Linked DNA regions of Mus musculus: region 2 is linked to region 1. The links are chromatin contacts, called in public promoter capture Hi-C maps. All regions are on one chromosome and are shown on one strand. Each heading gives the region's core, a stretch centred on a gene start, on an enhancer-like site or on the middle of the called end of the contact. The rest is flanking DNA. Distances are from core to core; before and after follow the strand shown. Region 1 overlaps Akap9 (A kinase (PRKA) anchor protein (yotiao) 9). Region 2 holds the start of Mterf1b (mitochondrial transcription termination factor 1b).

Region 1 (7,483 bases), core at 1,180-3,679:
TGTTCTGAAAATTCTTTTTTACTGGTAACGACTAATTATGTTACTGTAAGTCTTGAGTTTAGGAATACGTGACTGTTTGGTCTTTTTTTCTTGTTCTGGTTAGAGTAAGACATTTGCTTGGAATCTGAACCAGGTTTGGAAGACAGATGTATATGGACACATTATCTTCCCAGAAAATCTTGCAACTATTTCTGTGACTACATATGTTAACATTTTTATAATTGGCTTCCAAATGGAAAACACAGATGGCTGGTGTCTGAATTTCCAGCATGTTTTAGAATAAATGTTTTCTCAGTAAGTTAAAGTGTATCACTTCAGTGTCAGGTGGTTACCCAATTGAGTAGGTGTTTTTTTATTTTTTTATTTTTTTTATCAACTTAACCATTTTCAGGTTTAAAATAAAATAACTTAAGTAGCCAAAAAATTGAATATGTAAGATGATCTTGTTTCTTTTGTTTTTTAATTGATTGATTTTTACTTACTTACTTTAAATCCCTCTCAGTCCTCCTCTCCTACCATCCTTCCTCCCATCTCCACCCCCTTCTCTGAGTAGGTGGGGACCCCCCAGGTGTACCCTCACCCTGCAAGTCAAGTCTCTGCCAGCCTAGGCGCATGCTCCCCGACTGAGGCAGACGAGGCAGCCCAGCTAGAAGAACATATCCCACATACATGCAACAGCTTTGGGATATCTCCCACTCCAGGTATTTGGGACCCACTAGAAAACCAAGCTGCACATCTGCTATTTATGTTTGGGAGGCCCAGGTCCTGCCTTTATGTGCTCTTTGGTTGGTGGTTCAGACTCGGATAGCCAAAGGGGTCCCGGTTAGTTGACTCTGTTGGTCTTCCTGAGTTCCTATCTCCTTCAGGGCACAGCAATCCTTCCTCCTATTCTCCCATAAGAGTCCCCAAGCTCCATCTCCCGTTTGGCTGTGGCTATCTGCATCTGTCCTGAATCAGCTGCTGGGTGGAGCCTCTCAGAGGACAGCCATGCTAGACTCCTGTCTGCAAGCATAACAGAGTATTATTAATAGTGTCAGAGATTGGTGTTTGCCTATGGAATGGCTCTCAAGTTGGGTTGGTCATTGGTTGGCTATTCTCCCAGTCTCTGCTTCATCCCCCGTTTCTGCATTTCTTGTAGACAGGATAAATTTAAGGTCAAAAGTTTTGTGGGTATATTGGTGTCTCTCTTGCTCCATTGGGGTTTCTGCCTTACTACAGGAGATGGCCTCAGGAGGTTCCATATCCTCAATGCTGTAAGTCACAGCTAAGGTCACCTCTACTGGTTCTTGGGTGCCTTACTTTATCCCAGGTCTCTGTCTCATTTTGGAGATGTTCCCCACCTCCTCACCCCTGTCAATTGTAAAATTTTCATTCATTCTCATCGCTATATGGCTACCTCTTCTGACCCTCCCCACGCCTGACCCTGAACTCCCCCTTCCTCTCTCCATCCCCTCTCCCACCCAGTTCTCTCTCTTCATCTGCCTCTTATGACTATTTCCCCTTTTAGTGAGACTCAGGCTTCCTCACTTGGGCCTTCCTTCTTGTTTAGCTTCCTTGGGTCTGTGGAGTGTAACATGGCACTAGTACTTTATGGCTGATATCCACTTATGAGTGAGTACATACCATGCACGTTCATCTCACTCAGGATGATAATCTCAAGTTCCCCCCATTTGCCTGCAGAATTCATGATATCTTTGTTTTTAATAGCTGAATAGTATTCTATTGTGTAGATGTACCACATTTTCTGTATTCATTCTTCAGCTGAGGGACATCTAGGTTGTTTCCAGTTTCTAACTATTATGAATAAGGCTGCTGTTGTATGCTGGCCTGTGGTTTACAAGGACCGGGTACACCAGGGAGGCAGGCTGGGGCTGAAAGAGACTTAGATGGCGAGAGGTTAATGGAGCCAAGACATGATTCTGTTCAAGGCCCTCCAGTTTACTCCGGGAGTCTACTTATAAAGGGGAAGGCCCATCCCCCGCCAGTCCACTCTTGGTGTCTGGAGCCAGCCTGTAGGTGATGTGCAGAATAGGATGTTCCTCCGGAATGTCTCAGGGGCCTCTCAGCAGGTAGCAGTGTCTTGGAGAGAGCAGGTGGCAGAACAAAAGAGCCATCTAGGCCAGAAGGCTCCTCGTTAGGGTAATTTCCTTCTCAGGGGCAGCAAGGTCAAAGTCTGGATCAGCCTACTTCAGGGCTGAGGGAGGCTACAGGCTGCTATGAACATAGTTAAGCAAGTGTCTTTGTGAGATGTTGAAGCATCTTTTGGGTTATATGCCCAGGAGTGGCATGGCTGGGTCTTGAGGTAAAACTATTCCCAGTTTTCTGAGAAACCACCAAATTGATTTCCAAAGTAGTTGTACAAGTTTGCACTCCCAGCAGCAGTGGAAGAGTCTTCCCCTTGCTCCACATCCTCCTCAGCATGTGCTATTCCTGAGGCTTTGATCTTAGCCATTCTGATAGGTGTAATGTGGAACCTCACAGTTGTTTTGATTTATATTTCTCTGATGACTAAAGACTTTGAATGTTCTTTAATAGCTTCTTGGCCATTTGAGATTCTCTGTAGCTCTGGACCCCATTTTTAAATTGGGTTATTTGGGTTGTTGGTGTTTAACTTCTTGAGTTCTTTATAAATTTTAGCTATTAGCCCTCTGCCAGATGTAGAGTTGGTGAAGATCCCTTGGCTGTTGTATTGTCCTATTGACAGTGTCCTTTGTCTTACAGAAGCTTTGCATTTTTATGAGATGTCCCATTTATCAATTGTTGATCTTAAAAGTCTGAGTCATGTGTGTTCTGTTCAGGAAATTGTCTCCTGTGCCAATGCATTCATGGCTACTTTGTGCTTTCTCTTCTATGAGATTCAGTGTATCTGGTTTTATGTTGAGGTTTTTGATCTATTGGGACTTGAGTTTTTTGCAGGGTGATGAATATAGATTTGTTTGTATTCTTCTACTTGTAGACATCCAGTTGGACTGGTTAGTACACCACCCTTTGTAGAAGATGCTTTCTTTTTCCATTGAATGGTTTTGGCTTCTTTATCCAAAATCAAGTGACCATAGGTGTGTGGGTTTATTTCTGGGGCTTTGATTCTATTTCTTGACCTGTCTGTTTCTATATCAATATCATGCAGTTTTTAATTACTATTACTCTGTAGTACAACTTGAAGTCAAGGATGGTGATACCTCTTGAAGTTCTATTATTATTCAGGATTGTTTTGGCTATCCTGGGTTTTTTTGTTTTTTCCTATGAAGTTGAGAATTGCTCTTTCGAGGTCTATAATTTTTTTAATAAACACAATTCTTGCTGGAAAACTGTTGCATATATTATTTTTTTCTCAGAATTTGAATTGTTTCCTTAAGAGATTATAGTTTAAAGGTAGTTTTATGTTTTTCATTAGCTTAATGAGTACTTAGAATATTTAATTCCAGTTCTGAACCCTGTAGAGTTGGATGTGCTTTGTGTTGTGTCATTTACGCCATCAAGAGGTTAAAATTATTGCTTTACAGTGTCTTCCCTAAGTGACGTCTTCCCTCTTATTCAACATATACTTAGTGCGCAGTGTTCTAGGTGTTGAACTGCAACAAAAGCCCTAGCTCTCAGGAGTCTTCTACGTAGGTAACCAGGAGAAATTATGACCCCACAGAATCAAGTAAAACAGACCAAGAACAATGTCTCTGTAATTTTATGCCTTTTTAGAAACAGCCCATTCAAATACAGTTGTAGAATTGTTCTCTTTGTGCATGTCCATGTGTGTTTTCTCCATTGGGTTTAGTAGTGCATGATGTTGTCTCTGCTTTTCAGTCAACCTTTCTATAATTTGGTGTTTAGTCTTTCAGTTCTCTGTGTATTTACACATCTGAGTAAAAACTAGATATAAGTGATTTGTATGCACTAAAGAATTAACGTCATACAGATCTTTCACTTCCTTAGAGTCACACCTAGGTATTTTATATTATTTGTGGCTATTGAGAAGGGTGGTGTTTCCCTAATTTCTTTCTCAGCCTGTTTGTCCTTTGTGTAGAGAAAGGCCATTGACTTGTTTGAGTTAATTTTATATCCAGCTACTTCACTGAAGCTGTTTATCAGGCTTAGGAGTTCTCTGGTGGAATTTTTAGGGTCACGTATATATACTATCATATCATCTGCAAAAAGTGATATTTTGACTTCTTCCTTTCCAATTTGTATCCCCTTGATCTCCTTTTGTTGTGGAATTGCTCTGGCTAGGACTTCAAGTACAATGTTGAATAGGTAGGGAGAGAGTGGACAGCCTTGTCTAGTCCCTTATTTTAGTGGGATTGCTTCCAGCTTCTCACCATTTACTTTGATGCTGGCTACTGGTTTGCTGTAGATTGCTTTTATCATGTTTAGGTATGGGCCTTGAATTCCTGATCTTTCCAAGACTTTTATCATGAATGGGTGTTGGATTTTGTCAAATGCTTTCTCAGCATCTAACGAGATGATCATGTGGTTTTTGTCTTTGAGTTTGTTTATATACTGGATTACGTTGATGGATTTCCGTATATTGAACCATCCCTGCATCCCTGGGATGAAACCTACTTGGTCAGGATGGATGATTGTTTTGATGTGTTCTTGGATTCGGTTAGCAAGAACTTTATTGAGGATTTTTGCATCAATATTCATAAGGGATATTGGTCTGAAGTTCTCTATCTTTGTGGGGTCTTTTTGTGGTTTAGGTATCAGAGTAATTGTGGCTTCATAGAATGAGTTGGGTAGAGTACCTTCTGTTTCTATTTTGTGGACTAGTTTGTGAAGAACTGGGATTAGATCTTCTTTGAAGGTCTGATAGAACTCTGCACTAAACCCATCTGGTCCTGGGCTTTTTTTGGTTGGGAGACTATTAATGACTGCTTCTATTTCTTTGGGGGATATCGGGCTGTTTAGATCATTAACCTGATCTTGATTCAACTTTGGTACCTGGTATCTGTCTAGAAACTTCTCCATTTCATCCAGGTTCTCCAATTTTGTTGAGTATAGCCTTTTGTAGAAGGATCTGATGGTGTTTTGGATTTCTTCAGGATCTGTTGTTATGTCTCCCTTTTCATTTCTGATTTTGTTAATTAGAATGCTTTCCCTGTGCCCTCTAGTGAGTCTGGCTAAGGGTTTGTCTATCTTGTTGATTTTCTCAAAGAACCAGCTCCTCGATTGGTTGATTCTCTGAATAGTTCTTCAAAAAAAAAAAAAAAGAATTAACGTTTGAAACAAAAAGATATTATAGCAGCTTCTGAGGTGTGCTCTTAGGAATTCCATTCTCAATATTTTTGGCATTGCACCCTCCTTGAGGGATCCTTTCTTTCTAAATGATGAGCCTGGCATTCGGATTCTATATATGGGTGGCATTTTAATAATAATCCAGTCAGTTTATTTTTAAGAATAGATCTATCCTACAAAGTACTTTAAATGTATTTCAGCAGCTTCATAATGTACAAAGAGGCAGCTGACCCTGCACCTGCTCTCCAGACAGGCGTGAATCAGAATGGCTGAAGGCTTAGGAAAGCCCTGACTGTGGTCTGTCTGAAGGCTGAAGACTTAGGAAAGCCCTGACTGTGGTCTGTCTTTATATTGTACAGCATTAGCAGCTGTTATGTGTGATTGCTGAATTAATTTCTTCAAAAAATAGGGCATCCCTATGTATATTATTTTGTAGTTGATAAAGTTTTAAAATACTATATTTATTCATAGTCTGTCACATATTTTGATAAATAATATTAACATCATTAGTAATACTGCCTTAGCATTATTATATAATAACTTATAAGCTATCTTTTTAGTTAATGTTATAAATATAGTCATATTATTAGTATAATCCTTTTTTCAAAGGCTCTAGGTCTTATTTTTGTTTATTCCTAGAATGATTAAAGAGCTCAAATTTAAGAAGTATTGGTTAGTATCTTTTTCACAGGAAAGAAATTTTATTTAAAAGAAAGAAAAGAAAACTTAGTCTGGGAGACAGCTCTGGATGCAAAGTGCTTGCTTATGCAAGCAAAGTGTGGGTAAAAGCCAGATATGGTGGTGAGAGGCTATAATTTCAGCACAGTGGGGTATGGTGGGGACATAGGTAGAGACAGAAGGATGCTGGGAACTTGCTGGCCAGTCTACCGCAGTCAATACTATGAGTGCAGAGTGTTAGGGGATGGTACCTGAAGTCAGCCTCTGTCCCCATGTGCACATACTCAGGCAAGCACATTCGCATGCACGCGCATGCGCACGCGCACACACACACACATACACACACACACACACACACACACATACGCTACTCACAAGTACACTTAAAGAGAAATTAAATTTAGGGAAAAACACTTGTAGTTTAAGTTGTGAATACACCAATGTTGATGTACATTTTTGTTTTTCAAAATTTACCTATTACTGTGAGTATAGTGTTACTAAACTTCAAACTAGATATGATTGTTCATGGTTAAAGCTGGAGGCCTGCTTTGTCTCTAGTAAGGAGAGTTGTAGATGGCTTTCTTTTTATAATAACTATACTGATACTGTTTTATATCCACTACTCTGTGATGAGTATTGCCATTAGCAGTAATGGCTTGAATTAATATTTTTAATAAGCACTCACCAGAGTTCAGTCAGCATTGTGTAGTATGTGGAATGATAATTCTGACTAGATGACGATATCTTATGTATTTCCTAGCCTGGTGTTGAACACATTGAATAATAATAAAGAAAACGTATACCTTCCACCCTTTCCTTTTTCCCATGATAGATGGAAGTGTTTGCTGAATTTCATGTCTTAGTGCACATCCACTTCTCTTAGGACTTTCAGCAGTGTCTGAATATTTTAATGTTAGATACATCCTTGTTTTAATTTTTGTTGACTACTTAAAAAAAAAGGGATCTGATGTTTAATTTATTGCAAGGGGTGCCCAGGATTAAACATGTCTTTTAGAAATAATTTAAATAAGAACAGTGCAGTGATGCGGATAGTAAGTAAACTATACATATAGGTGTCATTAGGCTAATCTTGGAGGGCCAAAAAGCCTCACTCTGGAATTTACATTGCTTCTATTCTTCCCTTATAGACAAAGCTAGAAACCACACTTAGAGTTATTTCTTTTGGCACAGGCTAATTATCTTTAGAAAACCCATGTAGGGTGGTGCATTTGAACTCCGTGTGTGTTGTGCTTTCAGACAGTTCGAAATCCTCAGGTAATGCTCAGAGTGGAGGACAGAGTGTCTCACCCGCCAGCTTCTGATTCTGAGCTGATGTTCTCTTGAAGGCATTTTCCTTTCTTACATCAGTGTGGCAGTGATCGCTTTCATAAGGATAGGACGCCTGTCCTTAGTTTGTCATTCATTCTTGAGATAGTTTGAGTTTTTAATAAAGCGACTCAACTTTAATAATGTTTAAAAAAAAAAAACTCCTTAGATGAGTGTAATGCCACTTTGTTTTTTCCCCTACAGCTTGCTCGGTTTCGACAAAGAAAAGCCCAATATGATGGGGACATTCCGA
Region 2 (7,477 bases), core at 461-2,960, 250 kb after region 1:
GCAATCCGTTCTGATCTTCTGGCTCCTTCTCATTCACTGGCTCATTCAGTCTTCACTTGTGTCTAGCTTGTTTCCTCTTCAACCTGTCTCTGTAAAACTCTCCCAGTAAAACTGCCTCCCCCTTTAAGTCATCTCTCTATTCTCATGAGATCTAGGCATATACTATTCTGTCAAATCTTTCTCTGGTTCATCACTTTGTTTCCCAGTTAATTAGATACCCCTTTCAAACATGGGTACTTCCTTCTACAAACTAACTTTACCTTCATTCTCTTGGGTTAATGGTGTAGAATAAGGGCATCTTTGTATTCCAGCCAGAGGGATTAAAGGAATGTGCTAAGGCATGTCTGTATTATAGCTAGAGTAGCCATGTTGTTACATTAAAATCCCTCTACAGACCCTGAGTGTAATTACAGGAAGATGTAGATTTGTGTAATTGACAAGGATGTAGAAAGGACATTTGTTTATTGAATCCTGGAATCTATGGATGGTGGTATTTTACCCGTGGGTTCTCTTAGAGGAATGGAGGGCTAATTCCTTTCTCACTCTAATTGAGTTTGTTGAGACTCAAACAAGGAAAAGCTAGTGAGGCAGACATAAAGGCACAATAATCAATATTACTAGTTATATCATTATTATCAATCTTTGGTTAAAAGAGGACAGGGACAATTCTGAAGATAGCACAGACATGGCATTTGATCTACACATTGAGTCTAAGTCCTGAGGGTTTTAAGTCTAATTTTAGGGAGGGGTTTATCTTGATGTAGACTTCCCTACTCTCCTCCTTCCAAGTGAGGTCATCTAAAATCACAAGCATCATCACATGTCACTATCCTTTCAAAACGAAATGGCAAAGGAGAGAGATTTGCATAGCAGCACAACTTTGATACAAAGTTGTCTCAACAACAACAACAACAACAACAACATCCCTCAAGGAAGATGAGAACCCCAGAACAGCCTCTTGGGAAACATTGTCTACCACACTGCTCCTAGTTCTCTTTTTCTCTTCTTTGCCCCTCATCTTTCCCTCCCTGCCCTTCGTCTTCCCAACCTCTCCAATATCTCAGCTGCACCTTTTCCTCATTGATATCACTTTCAAGAGGACTAAAGCCATCTCCTGGTGTTCATAAATGAAAATCCATGGGGCATGCTGAGGAGAGAATATTCTGGCAGAAGCGAGACCATGGGAGTTACGGTCCAGAAGGCCGAGGTTGTCTTGCTTTCCGCAAGCCACACGTGCACCGTAAATAGCTACTGAGTAATCCCAGGCAAGGAATAAGCTGTGATCAGTAGTTTCACTTTCTGAGTAAACTGATTATTAATAATTTAAATTCCCAAATAGAAATCTTTATTCTTACAAACACCAAACCAAACAGAAAAATGCAGAAGAATTTGGGGGAAAAAAAACCCAACCAACCTACCAAACAAACAAAGACCCCCAAGGTCTATAAAGCAACCTAAAAGAAAGAGATCAAACCGAACCTGTTCTTTGGTGCAGGCAGAATCTCAGCCCCAGCCAGAGGGAAGCCTTGGCGCCGCCCTGTGGTCTCGAACCAGCCCAGAGCCCAGAGTCCCCGCAGCCACAGTCTCAGCCGCCCCCTGCTGGGCTCCCGCGGTCAGGCGGCCGAGGATTTAGGCACAGCGCGCCGGGCTAGTGACGTCACCTCTGCGCCAGGCCGAGGCCGGAAGTCAGCCGTTACTTCCGCACTCCGCTCCCTCCCGGGCGTCCAGAGGCGGAAGTGAAAGGTGTCTACCGGGAGCGTTGGTAGGAGCGCGGATGCAGTGTGCGGGCTGGGGCTGGGGAGCTGCTGGAGCCTTTGCGAGCGGCTTGCGAGTCTCTGCTAGACAGGGCGATGAATGGCTAAAGGCCATTGCAGAACTGCCCGAGGGAAGGCGAGCCTTCGATGTGGGATTACGGCGGTTCTGAGTTTAGACTCATCAAGCCCTCCACACTTCGTACAGCAAAGAGCTCGGCATTGGCTCGGAATTTGTAACTTTAGGGACAGTGCCCACCCTTAGGTTGTTGTATATATAGGGCATTACGAAATAATGTATGTGTAACGTGGGGTTCTGGTATTAAAGTGCGTTTGCGATTCCGCTACCTTCCCCCCATGCGTTGCCGTTTTCTTTTTATTATGACTGAGAAATGTTTAGTTTGCGAGAGGTCGTGCATCTCACAAAAATGATTTGACCTGGACTTCTTTATTCTCTACTACACTGGCGATATTTTTGCCTTTTTCTTTTCCAAATTAGTGGTGTGGTGGTAGAAACATCGGTTTTTACCTTTTCTGGAGAGATCTAAAGTCTCTTATGACAAAGTCGACATCGATATGTAGTTCTGTTCAAAACAAAACAAAACAACCCTGTACACTTAAATGCTGTGTCAAAAGAGTAGCGGGATTGTGGAATTCCCAAAGATTAGCAGTTTTCTTTAAACACCTGTTAGCTTTCCAGCTGTGGGATGGGGTGGGGTGGAGGGGACGGGAAGGGACAGGGACATAAATCTTCCATCTTGAACCTCGGTAGTTACAGTCACCAAGATGTTGGTGATATTCATGAAATTTAACGAAGCTTAAGAAAATGGTTTATTTTAGAGGAAGATTGAAGGCAATTATTCGATATTTGCTTTTTTTAAAATTTGTCTTGGGATAGTTAATTTGCCAGAGGTTACAAATTCAGCTCAACAATCTGTTTTTAAAAGGACATTGTGTTTATACAATGACTTGCAAATACAACTTGGGTTCATGAAAATGACCCTTTTTCTTTTCTGAAAGAAAAGACAATTTAACTCAGAAAAGTGCACGTGCTTTCCCGCCTGCGAGTGCGCTCATATGTGAGCTTTGAGTTTGATAAGATAGTAGTAGTAAGTGCTGAGGGGAGAGAGCATCTACTGAGAAGGTGATGGGAATATGAGAATTATGAGGAAAAACAATAGGACATGCTTCTAATGGAGAATACACACACACACACTCATGTGTGTGACATGAAAGTAAAAGAGGGACTTTGGGAAGATAGATACAGATTCCATTATTTGTTATGTCAGTTAAAAATAATGAAAAGACAGCAAGGACACTGAGACTAAAATAGGCAGGAACAAGATTGCTTTGTTGCTGTTTTGAGTGAAGTTGATTTGGTAAGGAAGAGAGAGAATGTAAAACCCTCCTGGGGGTGCTTACCACAATGACATTAATCAGAGGAGCGCTACTTTGGGTGCTGCATGGATGCTCAGTTCAACTTTATATGTTGATACATTTAGAAAATATTTATTTGGAGGATAAGTTATATAAAGAGAAACAAAAATCTACTTGTGACAAGTCTAACAAACTAATAGTTTTTTTTACCCTTTTCTTAGGAGTCTTAGCAAACCTTTTTCTTATTTTATTGGTATTAGAATTTCTGTTGAATATTCTGTGTCATGTTTATCGTTTACCGTGGTGCTAATCATCTGAAAGGAATGAGCTGTCTGGTAGTAATCTTCAAGCTGATAGACTTAGTATATGTATCCTTAGTGACTGATTTTTAAAAATTTATTATTCATATTGTATTTGTTATAAAATGTATGTAAAATAGAAATTGTCACAGGATAAGACAAGTATAATTGAAAATTGATACTGTCTATTGGATAATTTTGCATGCTTATTTATAACGCTTCTTATAAAACTTGGCTGACTGTAATGTGATAGTCTTCTGTCCAGTTATCCAGCAGAGGTCATCCATGAGCATCTGGAAGGGAAAAGGTTGGATTGTACATGCTAGATAGAGCTTGCTTTCTTCTTTCTTTCCTTCTTTCTTTTCTTTTCCTTCTTTCTTTTCTTTTCTTTTCCTTTCTTTCTTTCTTTCTTTCTTTCTTTCTTTCTTTCTTTCTTTCTTTCTTTTTTCCTTCCTTCCTTCCTTCCTTCCTTCCTTCCTTTCTTTCTTTCTTTCTTCTTCTTCTTTTCTTTCTTTCTTTTCTTTTCTTTTTCTTTTTATATGTATATTTTATTAATTAATTGAGAATTTAATACAGTGTATTTTGATCACATTCACTCCACTCCTCCAGCTCCTCCTAAATTCACATCCCATTCCATAACCATTGAAGTTTTTGTTCTTGCTCTTTTTTTTTCCCATTTTTTATTAGGTATTTAGCTCATTTACATTTCCAATGCTATACCAAAAGTCCCCCATACCCACCCACCCCCAATCCCCTACCCACCCACTCCCCCTTTTTGGCCCTGGCGTTCCCCTGTACTGGGGCATATAAAGTTTGCGTGTCCAATGGGCCTCTCTTTCCAGTGATGGCCGACTAGGCCATCTTTTGATACATATGCAGCTAGAGTCAAGAGCTCTTTTTTTTAAAGCCATTAAATTCAGTTAGTATTGTCTGTATTCATTTGGTTATATGGCCATCATCAGAATGTTGGATCTACTGGGGCCCACACCCTTGACTGGAAAAAAAAAATTAAAGGAGGACATGGCTGTTCCTGGATTTGTTGTAACAGAAGGGTGATTGTATATATGAGGGAGAAAACAGCCAGAGGCATCTAGAAGGATCTAGAGTGGATATGAGTGGCAGACTGAGCTGGGTCATGTGAGGAGGGAGGAGAGGACAGGAAGAGAGGGCAACCTTGAGCAGCAGCCAAGAGACAAAAAGGCCAAAAAGGAACAAAAGGCCTGGCGTTGCTGAAATGGCTGGAGGGGGATGGGCAGCCCAGCCTCTGACTGGAGAGTTCAGGGTAGAGGTGGGATATGCCAGCCAGGAGGACCTTGTAACAGATAAGGACTGAGGGATGATGGGAGAACCTGGCAGCCAGGTCAACTTTGATATGTTTAATGAATACTTCAGCTAGTGTTCTTGGCAAACTCTTGTCCCAGGTTTAAGACCTAACAACTTTGAATTAGAAAATTAATTGCTCTCTCCTCCTTTCTGGTATTGGGGAATTGAACTCAAATCTTCATGCATGCTAAGGATATATAATGTATCACTGACCTACCTCTGAATTACAGTCCATCCCTCAACTATATCAATATGAAGATGGAAATGAGTTTAGAATTATGGCATTGCAACCAAGAAAACAGTTTGGAAAACTGAGATAGAGATTAATGTTGGCATCTTTTGTCTACAGATGTGTGTGTGTGTGTGTGTGTGTGTGTGTGTGTGTGTGTGTATGATCCATTTAAAGGGTATCATATGTCTAAAAAAGACATTAAAGATGCAAATTAGATAATCTGAAGTGTGTTTTTTTTAGAGCTTCATTTAGAGTTTGAGGTAGCCAGAAGCAAAGAGATCTAGTGTCTGTGGCAGGTTCAGTTCAGACATCTGGCAAGTTGAAAGTTGAATTGTAATTAAAGGGCAATTTCTTAGGAACAAGCCAAAGATGTCAGAAACCACAGAAAAGAGAAGAGGTGGAGAGGAGTAAATGATTCTGGAGAGTCAAAGCAGGCACAGTGAACTAAAAGAACAATACAAGGGCAGGGCAGCTTGGGGCAGCATGGTGTTCTGCTTCTCTGTAAGTCAAAGAGGAAGAGCCTTGAGTCCATAGGGACCCAACAGAAGCCATGAGGCAGGAGGTGAGTGCAGAACCAGGAGAGCTGGAGGGCGGGATGCTTTCTCCTGGAGAGGCCCCTTGCATTTAAAGGATCCGGATATTGTCATTAGTTAGTCACATAATATTGTATGTTAACATTATATGTTATTTTACACAGCATTTGAAAAACTTTGGGCTACCTGATGATTATGGCATCAAGAAACATCTGGTGTGTGAGAAGAAACTTTCTCTTTGATTTAAGAGGCTGGATGCTTCAGTATTCAGCAGAAGTTTTCCTCAAGTCGATTTCATTCAGGACGTTTAGTGTGGAATGCGACAGTAAGGACAAGGAGTCTTTGGAGGAGGAGAGGGAGGACCTGCTGAGCAACTTAGTCACCATGGGCGTTGATATCGACATGGCAAGGAGGCGACAGCCTGGAGTTTTTAACAAGGCTGTTACGAATGAGCAGGAGCTGAAGATATTCCTTCTGTCCAAGGGAGCTAGTGACAAAGTGATTGGTAGCATCATATCAAGATATCCACGAGCTATAACACGCACTCCTGAAAGTCTTTCAAAACGGTGGGATCTGTGGAGAAAGATTATGGCATCAGACCTTGAAATTGTAAATATTTTGGAGCGTTCTCCTGAATCCTTTTTTCGATCTAATAACAATCTAAACTTAGAGAATAATATAAAGTTCCTTTGCTCTGTTGGATTGACTCATAAATGCCTCTGCAGACTGTTGACCAATGCTCCCAGAACCTTCTCCAACAGTCTGAATTTGAATAAGCAAATGGTTGAATTTTTGCAGGAGACTGGTATGTCCTTAGGTCACAATGATCCCAGAGATTTTGTCAGGAAGATAATTTCTAAAAACCCTTCCATCTTAATTCAGAGCACCAAGCGTGTAAAAACTAACATTGAATTTTTACAATCAACTTTCAACTTGAACAAACAGGACCTGCTGCTTCTGATATGTGGCCCAGGAGCTAGAATCTTAGACCTTTCCAATGACTGTACCAAAAAAAATTACACAAACATAAGAGAGAGGCTGCTTTCTCTTGGGTGCAGTGAGGAGGAGGTACAGAGGTTTGTCCTAAGCTATCTGAATATGGTCTTCTTGTCAGAAAAAAAGTTTAATGATAAAATAGACTGCCTTATAGAAGAAAAAATCAGTGCTTCACAAATAATTGAAAATCCGAGGATTTTAGACTCCAGCATAAATACTTTAAAAACTCGCATCCGAGAGCTGTCCCATGCTGGGTATGACTTGAGCACATCCAGCATTGCTCTGCTGTCCTGGAGTCAGAGAAGATATGAAGCTAAACTGAAGAGATTATGTGGATAGGACAGTGTAGGAGGAGTCGCAGGCAATTGGACAGGTGTGGCACTGGTTCCAGTATGGACTTTTCAAACAGGAGAGTTTTGTTTTTGTTTTTTAATTATTTTTTTATTAAATTTTTTTAAATAAAAATTTTAAAGTATTTAAGATTACATTTATTTTGTATGTATTTTATGTGTATGTGCATGTGCTTATGTGTGTGCATGCCGAGGCACATGTGGAGGTTGAGGAGAGCTTTTAGGAGTTGGATCTCTTTCTGCTGAGTGGGTTCCAGGGACCAACTTAGTCATGAGGCCTGGAAGCAAAGTGTTTTTATCCATTGAGCCTCTTGCTGGCCCAAGAGTTTTGACTTTTCACAGCAGACACATGTATAATGATTCTGTGGGTACTTTGTTTTATAGCACATAAGAACTCACAGTTAGTGTGCTCACATATAGTTCTAGCTACCCCTTCTTATTTTAAGTTAACATAACAGTTCATTAGATGGTGCAGGCTTTAGCTGCTCTGTAGCAGCAGCAGCAGCAGCTCCTGATTTCTACAGTAGAACAGTATAGGAAGATTTTACAGAATGTGCCTTGTAGTTTCTGTTTGCATTTTAGCAGTAGATTTGGGTGGGAGCACGTGGAAGGCCTG

What was found. Promoter capture Hi-C pulls out the DNA fragments that hold promoters and counts their contacts.
Region 2: a contact with region 1 is called in a promoter capture Hi-C map of embryonic stem cells, with 2.5 times the contacts expected there. The contact joins the promoter of Mterf1b here to the enhancer-like site in region 1. A contact is called at or near these places in 4 of 39 promoter capture datasets (the C10 cell line, the SN4741 cell line, embryonic stem cells and 1 more), 1 of 484 Hi-C or Micro-C datasets (pre-B cells), 1 of 115 datasets of contacts at active chromatin or transcription factors (the 230-238 cell line) and 2 of 9 other capture datasets (adipose tissue and liver).

What each region holds. Positions count from the first base shown.
Region 1 is chr5:3,941,247-3,948,729 of GRCm38.p6, forward strand. It overlaps Akap9 (A kinase (PRKA) anchor protein (yotiao) 9), which reads left to right. Exons shown (of 48, transcript NM_194462.2): 2 at 7,435-7,483. It overlaps Gm51438 (a long non-coding RNA gene), which reads left to right. Exons shown (of 2, transcript XR_003955841.1): 2 at 1-6,863. Among named protein-coding and RNA genes, the nearest start is that of Gm51438, 16 kb to the left of the region's middle. Within about 2 kb of position 2,430, at least 6 of the 459 cell types and tissues checked have an H3K27ac peak or open chromatin away from gene starts, as enhancers often do. A contact at or near this core is called in embryonic stem cells, where this site is marked.
Region 2 is chr5:4,190,657-4,198,133 of GRCm38.p6, forward strand. It overlaps Mterf1b (mitochondrial transcription termination factor 1b), which reads left to right and starts at 1,711. Exons shown (of 2, transcript NM_001042670.1): 1 at 1,711-1,762; 2 at 5,680-6,995. The coding sequence starts at 5,705. The coding sequence ends at 6,850.